Linked DNA regions of Sus scrofa: region 1 is linked to region 2. The links are chromatin contacts, called in public Hi-C maps. All regions are on one chromosome and are shown on one strand. Each heading gives the region's core, a stretch centred on a gene start, on an enhancer-like site or on the middle of the called end of the contact. The rest is flanking DNA. Distances are from core to core; before and after follow the strand shown.

What was found. Hi-C and Micro-C count contacts between places; a contact is called where the count stands out from the background.
Region 1: a Hi-C map of retroperitoneal adipose tissue shows a contact between it and region 2, with 1.8 times the contacts expected there. The contact joins the promoter of GNA14 here to the enhancer-like site in region 2. A contact is called at or near these places in 6 of 47 Hi-C or Micro-C datasets (alveolar macrophages, embryonic fibroblasts, epiblast stem cells and 3 more).

The regions. Positions count from the first base shown.
Region 1 is chr1:230,543,330-230,550,552 of Sscrofa11.1, reverse strand. GNA14 (G protein subunit alpha 14) reads left to right here and starts at 5,430. Exons shown (of 7, transcript NM_001097518.1): 1 at 5,430-5,685. The coding sequence starts at 5,562.
Region 2 is chr1:230,368,092-230,375,391 of Sscrofa11.1, reverse strand. All of the region lies in intron 2 of GNA14 (G protein subunit alpha 14), which reads left to right. Among named protein-coding and RNA genes, the nearest start is that of GNA14, 170 kb to the left of the region's middle. Within about 2 kb of position 5,376, at least 15 of the 83 cell types and tissues checked have an H3K27ac peak or open chromatin away from gene starts, as enhancers often do. A contact at or near this core is called in retroperitoneal adipose tissue, where this site is marked.

The sequences.
Region 1 (7,223 bases), core at 4,181-6,680, 180 kb before region 2:
GTGATCTAAGTGGAAGAGGGGAAACTTAGGAAAAAAGGAAAAGAAAAGCAAAATAAAAAATGCCCAAACTCCTCTTTTTACTTCTTAAATTCTTGAGATACCTAATTCCCACGGAAAGTCAGATTCGAAAACAAACAATAATGATTGCTGTCCACTCACAGTCTTGGGTGTTTGAAGGCAGCTTCATTGCCTATAATTCTAGCCTTTTCCAGTAGAAGTTATTATATAATAAACAGTTTCTGGCCTTCAGGCAGAAAATATTTTGGAGCAACATGTTGACATGTTGCCTGCCTTAGAAAAATAGATGTTAAGTACATTCAGCCACCAGCTACAATTATTACCTATTCGACTAAATATCCATCACCACTGCATCGACTCTTACCTACCACGTTCATCAAAACTGGAAATGAGTGGTGAGGGAAGAGAAGGACTCAAACTATTTTTAGGGAACACTGGGCTCAGAAAATTAAATAAAAAATTGGGAATGTTTGGTTTCAGAAAAATGAATTGAAATTGGGAATCATTCAGACCAACCCATGTAGGATATGGACAAGCAAATCGCATTGATGTCTGGTCTGCTTAAAAATTGATACTTATGGGAGTTCCTGTAGTGGCTCAGTGGCTAATGAACCCAACTAGTATCCATGAGGACTTGGGTTCGATCCCTGGCCTCACTCAGTGGCTTAAGGATCCCACATTGCTGTGGTTCTGGTGTAGGCCGGCAGCTACAGCTCCAGTTTGATCTTAGCCTGGGAGCCTCCATATGCCATGGATGTAGCCCTAAAAAGACAAAAGACAAAAGAAAAAAAAAAGAGAGAGAGTTGATATTTATGCATACAACTGGAACAAAAATGTTGTGTAGCATACTTTGATTTTCCTATTGATATTCTATTTTTTCTTTTAAAAAAATGCTAACCACAATCCAGGAAGGGGGTCACAACGTCATATCTGCAGTCACAGAGCAGCATAAGTGTATTATTATTAGTGCTATTTTAACTTTATGAAATTTTTCAAGGTCATGTTTTTATTCTCTGCTACTTGTTAAAATTCCAAGATGCTACATTTGTCAAAGAGAATAGCATCTTTCCAGCTCTCTACTTGCACATTTCCTTGGAATTTCCTTAGAAACAGGGCTCTCATTCTCTCTAAGGGGGCAAGCTGAGGACAAAGTCGTTCTTAAATCATACATTGATTTGTTGTGGACTTGCTTGTTGTTTTTTTCACTGTCTTCCACCACAGTAACTTTCTGTTATCTCTTCCAGTTTCTTTTACTTACCTTAGGCTGATTCTTTTTGGTTTCAACTTTTTTTTTTTTTTTGTCTTTTGTTGTTGTTGTTATTGTTGTTGCTATTTCTTGGGCCGCTCCCTCGGCATTATTGTTGTTGTTGTTGCTATTTCTTGGGCCGCTCCCGCGGCATATGGAGGTTCCCAGGCTAGGGGTTGAATCGGAGCTGTAGCCACCGGCCTACGCCAGAGCCACAGCAACGCGGGATCCGAGCCGCGTCTGCAACCTACACCACAGCTCACGGCAACGCCGGATCGTTAACCCACTGAGCAAGGGCAGGGACCGAACCCGCAACTCATGGTTCCTAGTCGGATTCGTTAACCACTGCGCCACGACGGGAACTCCTGGTTTCAATTTTATTCAGTCAAATAAATTTCATTAATTTAGAAATACCAAGATGAACAAGAAAAAACAAACAAACCAAAAAAAACCAACAAAACCCCACCTCTCTACCTGTGAGTAACTAATAGATTTGGAGAAGAAACGAACAAGTGTAATTGAGCAAGATGTTGAAGAGAGGAACATAGGAGGTGCTGAGGAAGCAGTGAAAGGTGGGTCTGACTGACAAGGGGTGAGATGGTTTCTCAGAAAAGATGTTTGGGAATTTACCTAACTTTGTATGGGTTGAGAAATAGCTCTCTTGGAAGAAGGAACAGCATGAGCCAAACACAGAGGTGGGGAGAACGTGTAGTTATAGTTGCCCCAAGTTCCAGGTCATGGGCGATGAGGCTCATGAGCTGAGGGGAGGTGTTAGCTAAAGGTCCCACTATGCACATCTGTAGGCTGTGGGAAGCCACCCAGGGAATTCTGTACTCTCACTCTCTGCCCTCTGGGAGGAAGCTAAGAGGCCTGGGTTCAGATTTCAAGGTCTCAGTCTTACTTCTTTCTACTAGACTGTGGCCTACATAAAGTATCTGAGCTCCCAGTGCCAATTAATAGGCTTGGCATGGATTCGGTGGACATTCAGAGCAGCACCCTTGCAGTGTAGCACTTGGCAGATATTTGAAAAGTCATGTATCAGAAAAGGCTCTGATCTTCAAGAGGAATGAAATGGAATTGTAGCACTTTGGGAATAACCTAAGAAAACAAATGTTCTTTTTTACTGATAACTCTTTTCAAAACTACCCCTTCCTGGAAAAGTGTTGCAAAAGAATCAATAACTTAAAATTATTCCCATCCCTCCCAAAGATCCTAAGATGGGGAAAACAGAGATGAAAATTAAAAAATAGAAGTATAAAAATAATTGACTTGTGATAATCTAGTATTACAATTCTCTCTAGTTTCCACTGGTCAATAACAACTTTTGGTTTATGGTTCATTTAAATTATCTTATAAGTGTGGAAATCATCAAAGAAATAATTGTCTGCTACAGTTGGGATATCCTTGTGAGCTTATTCTGGTTCATCTACTCTCATTTTATAGCTGAGGAAAGTGGAGCCTAGATTACTATATGCAAGCTACCCCAAATAACTTTGTATCAGAGGATTAAAACCAACCAAAAAGCTATGACTCAGAGCAAACTACTGGTTTGCTTATGTCCTTTTAGTTGCTTAAAAATGCATATGTGGGGAGTTCCTGTTGTGTCTCAGCAGCAACAACCCGACCAGTATCCATGAGGATGTGTGTTTGATCCCTGGATGGGCTCGGTGGGTTAAGGATCTGGTATTGCCATATTGCCTCATGTGCAGCCCTAAAAACAAACAAACAAACAAACAAAAACCAAAAAAAACCTATATGTGTTTTTATAATAAAATTTGTATCTTATTGTTTATATTTTTGTATTTTTACACTCACTATAGCCTGAGGTTTTTTTCCCCCCACTCTTTGTTATTCACATGTTTGTTACATATTCCCATATTTAATGACTATATAATATCTCAGTGTATGGATATACCATAATTTGTTGATCTATTCCCCCTTGTTGGACATTTAGGTTGTTTTGAGTTACTGTGGCTATTAGAAATAAAATCTTTGCACATAAATCATAGCTTCTCTGATTATTTCTCAAGGGGAGAATTACTGGTTTGGCCAAAGGGGATGGACAGGTTTAAGGCTTCAGCTACATACTGTCAAGGTGACTAGCCCAGGAAAGTTTTGCAGATTTGCCATAATCCACATCTTTCTGGAAATCTTAGCAACTTTAGACCTAACAAATCAGTTATTCCAGTTAACTTGGGAGTTCAAATTTGCCCTAATTTTAATCATTTAAAAATACTAGTAATTATGATGCCATTATTCATTTGAGAAGCTAAGAGGTCTTATTCTCAAATTGTAAATGAATTTGTAAGAGGTAAGAGAGAAATGTGTGACTAAATGGCTAAGGATCAAGTTAAGAAATGTCCAGGAGCTTTCCTGTAGGGGTCACTATTACTGTCAATTTATGCCTACAAGGAAACTAAAAAGTCATGCATTTAAGAATGTATGCACATTCATTTTTAATGCTGGATTCTTCTACATTCCCTAAACTGTAAAATAAATAATAAGTCCTTGCAGTCAGATAGTACTGTAATGCCAAGTGCTTTATATAATGATACATATAATTCTCTCCACTTAATAAGCTCCTTAGTTTGGACTCAGTATATGCTACTCATAAGAAAGGCACTTAGGCTTGCTCTTGATAGAAGAAGCATTAGCTAACTGCCTAATGTTATATAAAGTTTCTACATGGCACATGCTGACTGGAAGAGAAGGGGAAATAAAAGTTCATTTCTGCGGAAGACAGGATCCTCTCCCTTTACCTTTTCGTTTCTACTTTTCCTGTGGACCTCTGCCTCAGAATGTACACAGAAGACAAAATCAGATGTTGTAATATGTGCCATTTGACTACAAAGAGGTGCTTTTTAATTTTTAAGTTTTTATTAATGCAGCTCAAATGAGATCCGGAGGTTCCAGGAGCCAGGCCAATGTGGCTATGTGGACACACACCTTTGTAAGGCAGCTGTCAGGCTTCAGGGCTGGTGCAGGGAACATGCCAGGTGCTTCTGGAAACTGGTCAGCCCTCTCTTTACAATGCAGGAGTCTTTCCCATCATAAAATGCAAACTAGCCAGCCGTTTTTCATTTCCTCTATCTGCAGCCCTCCTCGTCCGGTTGGTAGGAAGGGGCCAGGAGGATATTTATCCTCCGCTCTCACACTTCTCTTATTTAACTGAACCCAGGGGCAGCTGCTTTTCTGAGCGCAGCGCCAGCGGGCTCAGGTCCAGCCGCACCTCGCAGGCAGGCTGCCGAGCTGACCAAGGGCTTTGGCCGAGGCCGAGCCGGGCTGCGGCCTCCGGGAAGCGGTAGGAGGCCGTCTAGGAAACCGCGATGTGCGTGGTGCTGAGGCTGGTGTGACAGCCTCAATTTCAAGTCTGCCGGGAGAGCTAAACTTCGTCCCTGAGGCGCTGTGTCTCGCTGTGGACTCTCGTCTTACTCCTCTTGCAGCTGCGAGGAGTTGAGGCTGGGAGTTGGCAAACCTCATTCACCTGTCGGAAGCCGAACCCGGACAAGGAGCCGGGCCTGGAGGCCAAGGAGCGCTGATTTCTGCCGCCTCAGCCGGCGCGGTTCCCCCCGCTGGGACGCCACCGCCAGGGAGGCAGGTGTGGGGGCTGATGCCCAAGATCGAGGCTTCCCGACTCCGCGCCCCAGCTCCCTGCTCACACCTTTAGTCCCACAGGCGCCATCGGCTTGGCGTGCCCCGAGGGCCAGCTCGGGCCGACGCCAGGGCTGCGGGTTCGAGACGCTCCGCCTCCTTCTGCCAATTAGAGCTACAAGCGCCAGCAGGAACCTTTCCACTTGGTCTTACGCTGCGGTCTCTGCTGAGGTTTTCAGAACTTTGCAGGAAAGGGACAGCCAGGACCTTTGCCTCCAACCCACGCCGTGCCTGCCGGCTGCCTGGGACACCCCGAGGCCCGGGAGATCTCTCTCTCACCGCAGCACCGACGCCCCAACTTCTCACGAACGCTCTGAGCTCCCAGACTACGCATCGAGCTCCACTGCCAAGGGGCGCGCTAGTCATCCGGGGGCCGATAACGCTGTCCCTCGCTTTGCCCTCCTCCTCCCCTGAGCGAGTGTGGGCACTTGAGCGTTCTCAGCGTTTCCGGATTCGTTCCCCGCCCCGCAGCCGACCCTTTACGAGGGATTGAGCCCAGGGGTACTGGTCTTTTACTCTGATATTCGACTCGGCCCCCGTTTTTTTACTCTCCGAACCCGGGTGCCGTCCGGGATCCGCGGGGCAAGCGGCCAGCGGAGCAAAGGGGCGCTCAAGACCGCGTCGCCCGTCGGGCGCAGCGCGCGCCATGGCCGGCTGCTGCTGCCTGTCCGCGGAGGAGAAGGAGTCCCAGCGCATCAGCGCCGAGATCGAGCGGCAGCTTCGCCGGGACAAGAAGGACGCGCGCCGCGAGCTAAAGCTGCTGTTGTTGGGTGAGTGGCTGAGTCTCCCCGACCCCTGAGCCCTGGGCGTTTCCCTCCCGGCTGTTTCCCTCGCCCAGGTCCCGGCCTGGAGTATCGGGAGCCGAGCCGGGTGCAGCGCGGCTTCCGCCTCCTCTCCGGGACTCACGGATGGGAGCAAGTTGTATCCATAGGCGCCCGTGCTTTCCACTTCCAGCTGGGCGACTTTCGAAGGCTCCCCCATCCTTGCCCCCGAACAGGACTAGACTTAGCATTTGACTCTGTCTGCTTTCCCCTACCTGTTCTGGTTTGCTTTTTCTAAAGCCTCATCCACCGCACCTCTCCGCCCCCAGCTCGAACAGCCTCTACAGAACTTTATTTCGGATGTTGGGGGTCGGTGAGGGGAGCTGCTTGATCCACGTCTAGTATTCAGCGCCAGCTCTGGTTCTTGGACTTTCAGGTCTAAATAAGTACCGCCGATCAAGCGCTTACCAAGTGCAGAACTGCGCTAAGTTCTTACAAGCATCGTCGCGAGGTGCTGGAGGTAGATAATACCCGCAATTTAGAGAATTAAAAACGGAGGACGGAAAATTGACGAACTTGCCCTGACTGAGAAAAGGCAAAGCAGATACCGGGCAGTCGTGGGTTTGAAGCCCAAGCCCTAGCCACTCTCCAGCCTGTGACCACCTCTGCCCTGGCCTCCGGGGGGTGGGGGTTGGGGGCATCCCTTTAGTGAGGCCTTTCTGTTAGTCAAAGTCCCAAACCTCCCTTGCTCAGCTCAGACTCAGAGTGCATTCGTTCCTAGGGTTGGGACTCTATTGGCCCAGAGGCCCTGGCTAATTCTTGTTGGGCTAATTTTTTAGCCTCTGCCCAGGTCTGGGTAGCACACCCACTTTCAAAAACATCAAGAGAAACTTAAGGTTAGTCAGTGTATCCTGTCGGGCAGGATCCTGCCTCTGCTGACTTGCAGAACCCTGTTCAGTCCATTGGCTGTTTGAGGAAAGTGTACCTTTATCTTCTTTCAGACCAGGATATTTAGCTGTTAAATCTTTCTAGAGAGTTGCAAATATTTCACCTTTTTTTTTTTTCTTCATTGCTTCCAGACAGGAATCCTCTCTTAGACCAGTTTATTCATCTTTAATATAAGAAGCCACCCTCCCATAAGGCTTCAAGGAAAGAATATGGCTGGATGGAAAAATAGTATTACATTCAGACCCAGGCAAGGGAAACCCTCTATAATCATTCCCTAGGTTTAGGGGGACAGGGAGAGGCCTTCCCCAGGCTGTGCCCCTCCCCACTGGGCTATGAGTCTGCAGGGAGACTGGAATGCCCACCCAGAGTGCACACTGCCCACAGTGCTCCAGATCTCCTGCCCAAAGGCCCCAAGCCTGCTCTGTTGAAGTAGGGGGGCAGACCCCAACCTCTGTGGATTGCCCAGCAGGGCAGCTGTGCTGGGGTTGTGGATGAGCCTGGAAATGTGGGCTGAGGGGTCTACTGGTATGCCCAAGAGGGCTCCCTGGGAAGAGATGGTGTCTCGGTGGGGAGGGGAGGAGGTTCTGTCCATTGGCTGG
Region 2 (7,300 bases), core at 4,127-6,626:
TGGTTCCATTTATATAAAATTTCCAGAATCCAGGCAAATCCATAAAGACAGAGAATATATTGTTGGTGGTCTCGTGCTGGGAAAGTGTGGAGGGAATAGATAGTGTGTATTCATTCCCTAGGGCTGTAACAAAAAGGCCACAACTGGGTGGCTCAAAAATATGAGAAGTGTATTCTCTCATAGTTCCAGAGGCTAGAGGTCCAAAATCAAGGTGTTGGTAGGGTTTTCTCCAAAGACTCTAGAAGAGAATCCTTCTTTGTCTTTTCCAGCTTCTGGAGGCCCCAGGTGTTCGTTCCTTTGCTTGTGGCAGCATACCTTCAATTTCCGTCCCCATCATCCCTCTGTGTCTGTGTCTGGTTTCCCACAGCATTCTCCTCTCCGTGTATGTTGGTGTCCACATTTCCCTCATTTTATAAGCATTTTAGTCATATGCATTAGGGCCCACCCTAATGGCCTCATCTTAACTTGATTACATCTGCAGAGATCTTATAACCAAATAAGGTGACATTCACAGTTTAATTAACCAGGGGTTAATACTTCAACATATATTTTGGAGGGTTTTTGGGGGGGTGATAAAAGTGAGCTAAAATTGTTTATGATGGTGGTCTGACAACTCCTTGACTACGCAAAAAAACATTGAATTGCACCTTTTCAATGGGTGAATCATGTGGTTTGTGAATTATGTCCGAATAAAGTTGGTTTACAGTAATAACATAAATAAAGACATTCCCATTTTTAAAAAAGAAAAAAAAGGAGTTCCTGCTATGGCTCAGTGGTAACGAACCTGAATAATATCCATGAGGATGCAGGTTCCATCCCTGGCCTCACTCAGTGGCTTAAGGATACAGTGTTGCTGTGAGGTGTAGGTCGCAAACATGGCTCAGATCCTGTGTTGCTGTGATTGTGGATAGGCCAGCTCTGATTCGACCCCTAGCCTAGGAATTTCCATATGCCTCGGGTGCAGCCCTAAGAAAAAAAAAGACAAAAAAAAAAACAAAAAACAAAAACAAAAAACCCACAATGGAATTCATGGATAGGTCTTCCTTAAAAGATACACCATTCTTTCAGGCAGAAAAGTAGGGACACCAGCCAGTAATTCAAATCCACACACACACACACACAAAAACAGAGTTCCAGTAAAGATAATTATGTAGGTAATGATAAAAGACAATGTAATTATATATATTTTCTCTTTCTTGTTGCTGATATTAAAAGCAGTTCCTAGAAGAAAAGAATCCACACATGCACCTTCAGCTACATGAGGCCAGAATGACTCTAGTGTTTTTCCTGAGTTTCAGCTGTTCACTTGGACTGGCTTTGTCTGGCTTCCAAGATGCTCTCTGATCCTGAGATTTCCTAGCCTTGTTCAGGGCTCATGGAGAATTGGCCTGTTGAATTTGCCATTATTCAACCACCACCCCTTCTTAAATGGAAAACAAATAACAAATAATCATTTTGAGACATTTGTATTTGCCACTTTTTTTTTTTTTCGTTGTAGAGTTGCACCTGTGACATATGGAAGTTCCCAGGCTAGGTCAAATCAGAGATGCAGCAGCCAGCCTATACCACAGCCACACCAGCTCTGAGCTGCACCTATGACCTACACCGCAGCTTGTGGCAATGCCAGATCCTTAACCCACTGAGCAAGGCCAGGGAGCAAACCCACATCCTTATAGACACGATGTTGGGTTCTTAACCCACTGAGCCACAGTGGGAACTCCCTAGTTGCTTCTGATACTGGTTAAGAAACTGTATATGTTAATTGCTAAAGAAAAAAATAGTTATCTAAAATCTAATCACACTTTCTCAAAGAAATATTTGACTGGAGTTAAAAACTAAAGGTTGAGGATAAAGGTCCATTTTCTCAGATTTAATCCCTTGGCCATGGTGCTGCCCTGTGCTGCACAGAGAGATTTTCTAAAGCAAAGGTCAGCATCGGTCTTGGAAATGACCAGCCTGCATATAGGGCAACATTTTTTTCTTTTTTAAATGACATCGACTGATCCCAGCCACTTTCATTAGCAGCCCTGGGTTTTTGGGGATCTTGAGTGAAGAATGACTGGCTTTGCCCAAATCGTGGCAGCTATTGTGGATGCACTGTTGCTGTGTCTGATTACAATGGGGAGCCATAGTGTCTTTTCTTATCCAGAGAACAAATGAGTCTCTGTATTGGTGTGAGAGTTCTATGATTCCCATGTTCTACTGCTACTTAAGATCTGAGGGAGGAGAGCCAGTACAATACCGTATCCTGAAATGGCATGCTTTGTATTAGCAGCAGCAGATAAAGAGCTTGGTTTTCCGGAGTTCCCGTAGTGGCTCAGTGGAAACGAATCTGACTAGCATTCATGAGGATGCAGGTTCGATCCCTGGCCTTGCTCAGTGAGTTAAGGATCTAGCTTTGCCATGAGCTGTGGTATAGGTCGCAGACGCAGCTTGGACCCCTCGTTGCTGTACCTGTGGCTGTGGCTAGCAGCAGTAGCTCCGATTTGACCCCTAGCCTGGGAACCTCCCTATGCCATGGGTGAGGCCCTAAAAAGACAAAAAAAAAAAAAAAAAAAAAAAAAGAGTTTTGTTTTACTTCCAAACCAAAATTCTACTTCCTTATCCAGTGCTTCCAACTCCAAGCTGTTTAGTACCCTTGAGTTGTTGCCACGGGAGGGCTATGGGGTGGAGATGGGGCTGAAGTCACTATGGAGTCCCCTCAGGAGGGAGCTCAGGTAGCTTTCTCCCCCGTGACAGGAGCCCAGTGGGAGGTCCAAGGTAGCAGATCTGGTGGAGGAATTTGGTATTTGGGGATCTGTGGATGATGCCAGGGGCGGGGTGGGGGTTCTGCAGAAATAGTGAGCTCAGCCTTTCCTGACCAAAGTTAGGGACCTCTAGACAGATTTCATCCGACTATTCAGGAGGGAGCAGATAGCAAGAGCCACAGGGCCTTCCGCTGCAGGAGAACCCTCTGTTCCCAGTGTTCTACTCACTAGCCCTGGCTGCGGGTGAGCTTGCAGAGAAAAGAAACTGCCCATCTATTATGAGGCACAGCGCCTGGTTGGCCTGGCTGAGCCCAGGCCCAGGGAAAGAGAGCTGGCAGTCACAATAGAGGTCTTGGCAGGGTCTGCTCCTTCTTGCAGCTCTGTGGGGGAATCTATTCTGTGCCTTCCCCCTGGCTCCTGGCAATCCGGCCTGCCGTCTCTGGGTTTGTAGAAACGTCAGGCCGGTCCCTGCCCCCATCTTCACGTCACCTTCTTCCCTGTGTCTGGGTGTGTCCTCTTCTGTCTCTAACAAGGACCTCTCATTGAATTTAGAGCCCACAGGAATCCAGTATGATCTCATCTCTATACTTTTTTTTTTTAGGGCCGCACCTGTGGCATATGGACGTTCTCAGGCTAGGGGTCAAATTGGAGTTATAGCTACTGGCCTACACCACAGCCACAGTGATGCAGGATCCAAGCCACATCTGCGACCTAAACCACAGCTCACAGCAGTGCCAGATCCTTAACCCGCTGAGTGAAGCCAGGGGTAGAACCCACATCCTCATGAATATTAGTTGGGTTTGTAACCCACTGAGCCATGATGGGAACTCCTTGATTCTTAATTATACCTGCACAGGCACCGTTTCCAAATCTGGTCACATTCTGAGGTGACATAAATTTGATGGGGACACTATTCACCTCACTCGACTTGGGGAGAGCTTTCTGACAGCTTTGTAGGGTGGGGAACCATAGGAGGGAAACCAAAGCAGAGAAGGAACTGAACTTCAGGAACTGGGCAAGGAGCACTCCTAGCACAGATGGGGGTGGGGGGGATATGCTCCATGGGGTGTCCCACGTGACTCATTGGTGGCCTCCTAGGACCACGCATGGCTTGGTGGGCAGGTCTTCTCACCCTGAGTCACCCCAAGGTAGGGAGTCGGGTCAGAGCATCGAAATGCCTGGCAGAAGGCAGCTGTGAGATGCCAGCAGGATAAAAAGGCACTTTGTAGGCCCCGTGGTTGTGAGAAAGCTTTGTACCTGTAGGTCAGGGGAGCTTGGGGTTGAATAAGGACACATTATTATGCTTGGCGACCGAGAAGCTGATTTGACATTTGGAAAAGAAAAAAAAATAAAATAAATAAAACAAATGAAAATTGTTGAGGGATCAGGCATTGCTGAGATTTCATAAAGAGCAAGAGAAATCATGGCCTAGCCTCCCCTGCAAGTTGGATTGGGGTTGGGGTGGGGAGGCTCAGGAGTTTGTGGGTGGAACCTTGGGGATGGGGCTGCTGAGAGTGGTGAAGTTTCCTCAGGCCTGAGACGGTGGGTGGGGCCACCAATGGGGGGCTGGGAGAGCACATGGGACACATTGTGGTGGGGAGAGGGGGGGGAGAGCTCATGGGGCCCCGTGGAAGGAGTGCAGTTGTGGATTTGTGCACAGATGCAGGAAAGAGCTTGTGGAGGCAAAGAGAAGGTGAGACCAAATGTCACTGTGGCTGAAATCTGCAGGCGGGAGGGTTCCCAGGCACGGGAGGCTTGTGCTGAGCTCTGGGCCATGTCATAGTAAGACAACCCCTCTGTTCCTTACTTTGTCTTTTCTAAAACTGTGGTGAAACAGACAGCAGGAAATGCATCATTATCACCTTCTTTCATTTGGGGATAGTAGATACATTCACACTGTGTGGCCTGTCCCTCCCTATCCTGTGTGAGGGTGGAGGACAGTGGTGCATGTGTGGCACTTAATGTTGGAGACAGCAAAAGTCCCATGAGAAGGTGGCCTGGCGTCCTCGGTGAAGGGGAGAAAATGTTGATCCTCTGTGGCTTGTTTGTGCAGATAAATGGACTATCTAGAACCCGGGTGAGCAGGGCAGAGACATGATTCAGAAGCAAATGGGCACTGATTTCTGATTGCTCTCCTTGAGGAAGAAGCCTGGCTAATGCCAAATTTGCTTTGAAAGCCCGGGAAAAGGCCCTGAAATGGATCGACAGTCCCCGATACAGAAGCAGTCAGATTTCTTCAGTGTCTTTACTATGGTAAAATACTAGGGTAAATTGAAAAGATACTTTAGCCCAAGTTCTTCTCAAATACATGGGCATACTTAGACTTAAAGCGTATCAGCTGTGTATCTGAAACTCAAATGCTGTCCCCTATTTTTATTTGATAATCATATTCTGAGGAAACTTTGATATCTGGGCTACTTAAATCCAGAACTTAGGCAAACTGTACCCAGTTGTAGTGGGGTCAGAAACACCACAGGCTCACACACAGGTGGTCAGTCCTTCCCAGCACCCCCCCCAAATACTCCTCAGGCCATACAGAGTTCTGGGGAGACGTCTCTTCCCTCCTCGAAGCTGTCCACTTAGTTCTGGTTTTCATATACAGAGAGTGGGGAGTGGTTGAGAGAGGACAACATGGGTCAGCTGCTGCCCCCTAGAGGCAGCCACCCGCTCCATCGTCCTATTTGGAGGGAGCCCAGGACCTACGCTGCGAAGGTCAGGGGGCGCTAGAAGAGGCTCCACAGAGCGGAAGATTTCCCAAAGATGGGAAACCTGCGATGCCCTGCTCTCCTAACACCACTCCCAGTCCGAAATGCCTGTGGGTTCTCACTGCAAAAGGAAAACAACAACCAAATATGCATCCAGGATTAAAACCACCATTTCGAAAGCACATCATTAAAGTAAGCTGTGAGCCAAATATTTGTTGTGGTGTGTTTAAGAGTTTTTCAAGCTATTGAAAAGAACGGAAAAAGTGAATTACCAAAAAAAAAGAAAGAAAGAAAAAACAAAAACACCCCAGAGCAAGGAATGTTTTTGGATGACTCTCTGGGAAATGTGTGGCAATTTTTTTTTCAGGAGTATAATTTCCGTGGGAGGGAACACTATTGCAGAACTAGATGCAAAGCATCACCGGAGTGTGATTTTGAGAGTTTACAGGGTGGCTAGGTGGGGCAGAGTGTCTATAACCAAGAGAGATGTGCATTTGAAGTGAAAGGCACATCAGTTGGAAATGTGAGCACCTGAAACAGCATGTTCAATTCACTGCAAAGAGTGGGACAACCTCATGCAGTTCCCTGGATTCATTGGGAACTGGTTGTCCTCTCAAGCACTTTTTTACACACAAGGGCCTTGCTTCTCAGCCACATGGAGCTGCCAGTTAGAGCATCAAGGGAGTAAGATGGACAGCTTGGACCGTTGGACTCAGTCCTGTTACTACTCGTTTGCTTATAACTACTAGAAACAACTTAACCTCTCTTGTTACTTTTTATACACTTCAAAGGACATGCCAATAAAATTTGAATTTATAAGCACTGCCCTCCAAGTGGTTAATATTCTATTAGCCTTGAAAGTAGCAAGAGGGAGTTCCCTGGTGGTCTAGCACTTGCACTGCTGTAGCCCAGATTCAGTCCCTGGTCTGGGCACTGAGATCCCACATGAATCCACTGCACACCATGGCAAAAAAAATAAATAAAGCAGCAAGGATGTGCCTTCCACTAAACTCTAACTCTCAAGCTCTTTCTCTCACTCTTGTTCACTAATCCTTCCTATTAAAGAGTGAGAATTTCTGTGTCTTTAGCCAGTTATTATTAATTTCTTTATTTCCCCAATACATAATTTTTTTCTACTGTAGAGCAAGGTGACCCAGTTACACATACATGTATACATTCTTTTTTCTCACATTATCATGCTCCATCATAAGTGACTGGACATAGTTCCCAGTGCTATACAGCAGGATCTCATTTCTAATCTATTCCAAAGACAATAGTCTGCATCTATTAACCCCAAGCTCCCAATCCATCCCATTCCTCCACCTTCCCCTTGGCAACCACAAGTCTATTCTCCAAGTCCATGATTTTCTTTTCTGTAGGTTCATTTGTGCCATATATTAGATTCCAGATGTAAGTGATATCGTATGGTATTTGTCTTTTTCTTTCTGACTTCACTCAGTATGAGAGTCTCTAGTTCCATCCATGTTGCTGCAAATGGCATTATTTTGTTCTTTTTTATGGCTGAGTAGTATTCCACTGTGTATATATACCAGCATCTTGCTAATCCAGTCATCTGTCAAGGGCATCTAGATTGTCAGTTGCTGTAACTTCAGGATGCGGTGTATAAAGCACCACAGCGAGTTTTCTGTCAGCAGATGCAATCAGAGAAGCTGTCACTAGGTGGTGTCCTGAGTCATAATGGAATGAACCACATGGGCAGACTCTCCCTACTCTATTTATGAGCCTTGTTAAGCCTGTAGACTAATTAGTGAAGCTTACTTTTTCTATAAACTCACATTGATATTGATATGTATATACACCACCACTAACAGTCTACCTGATTTCATT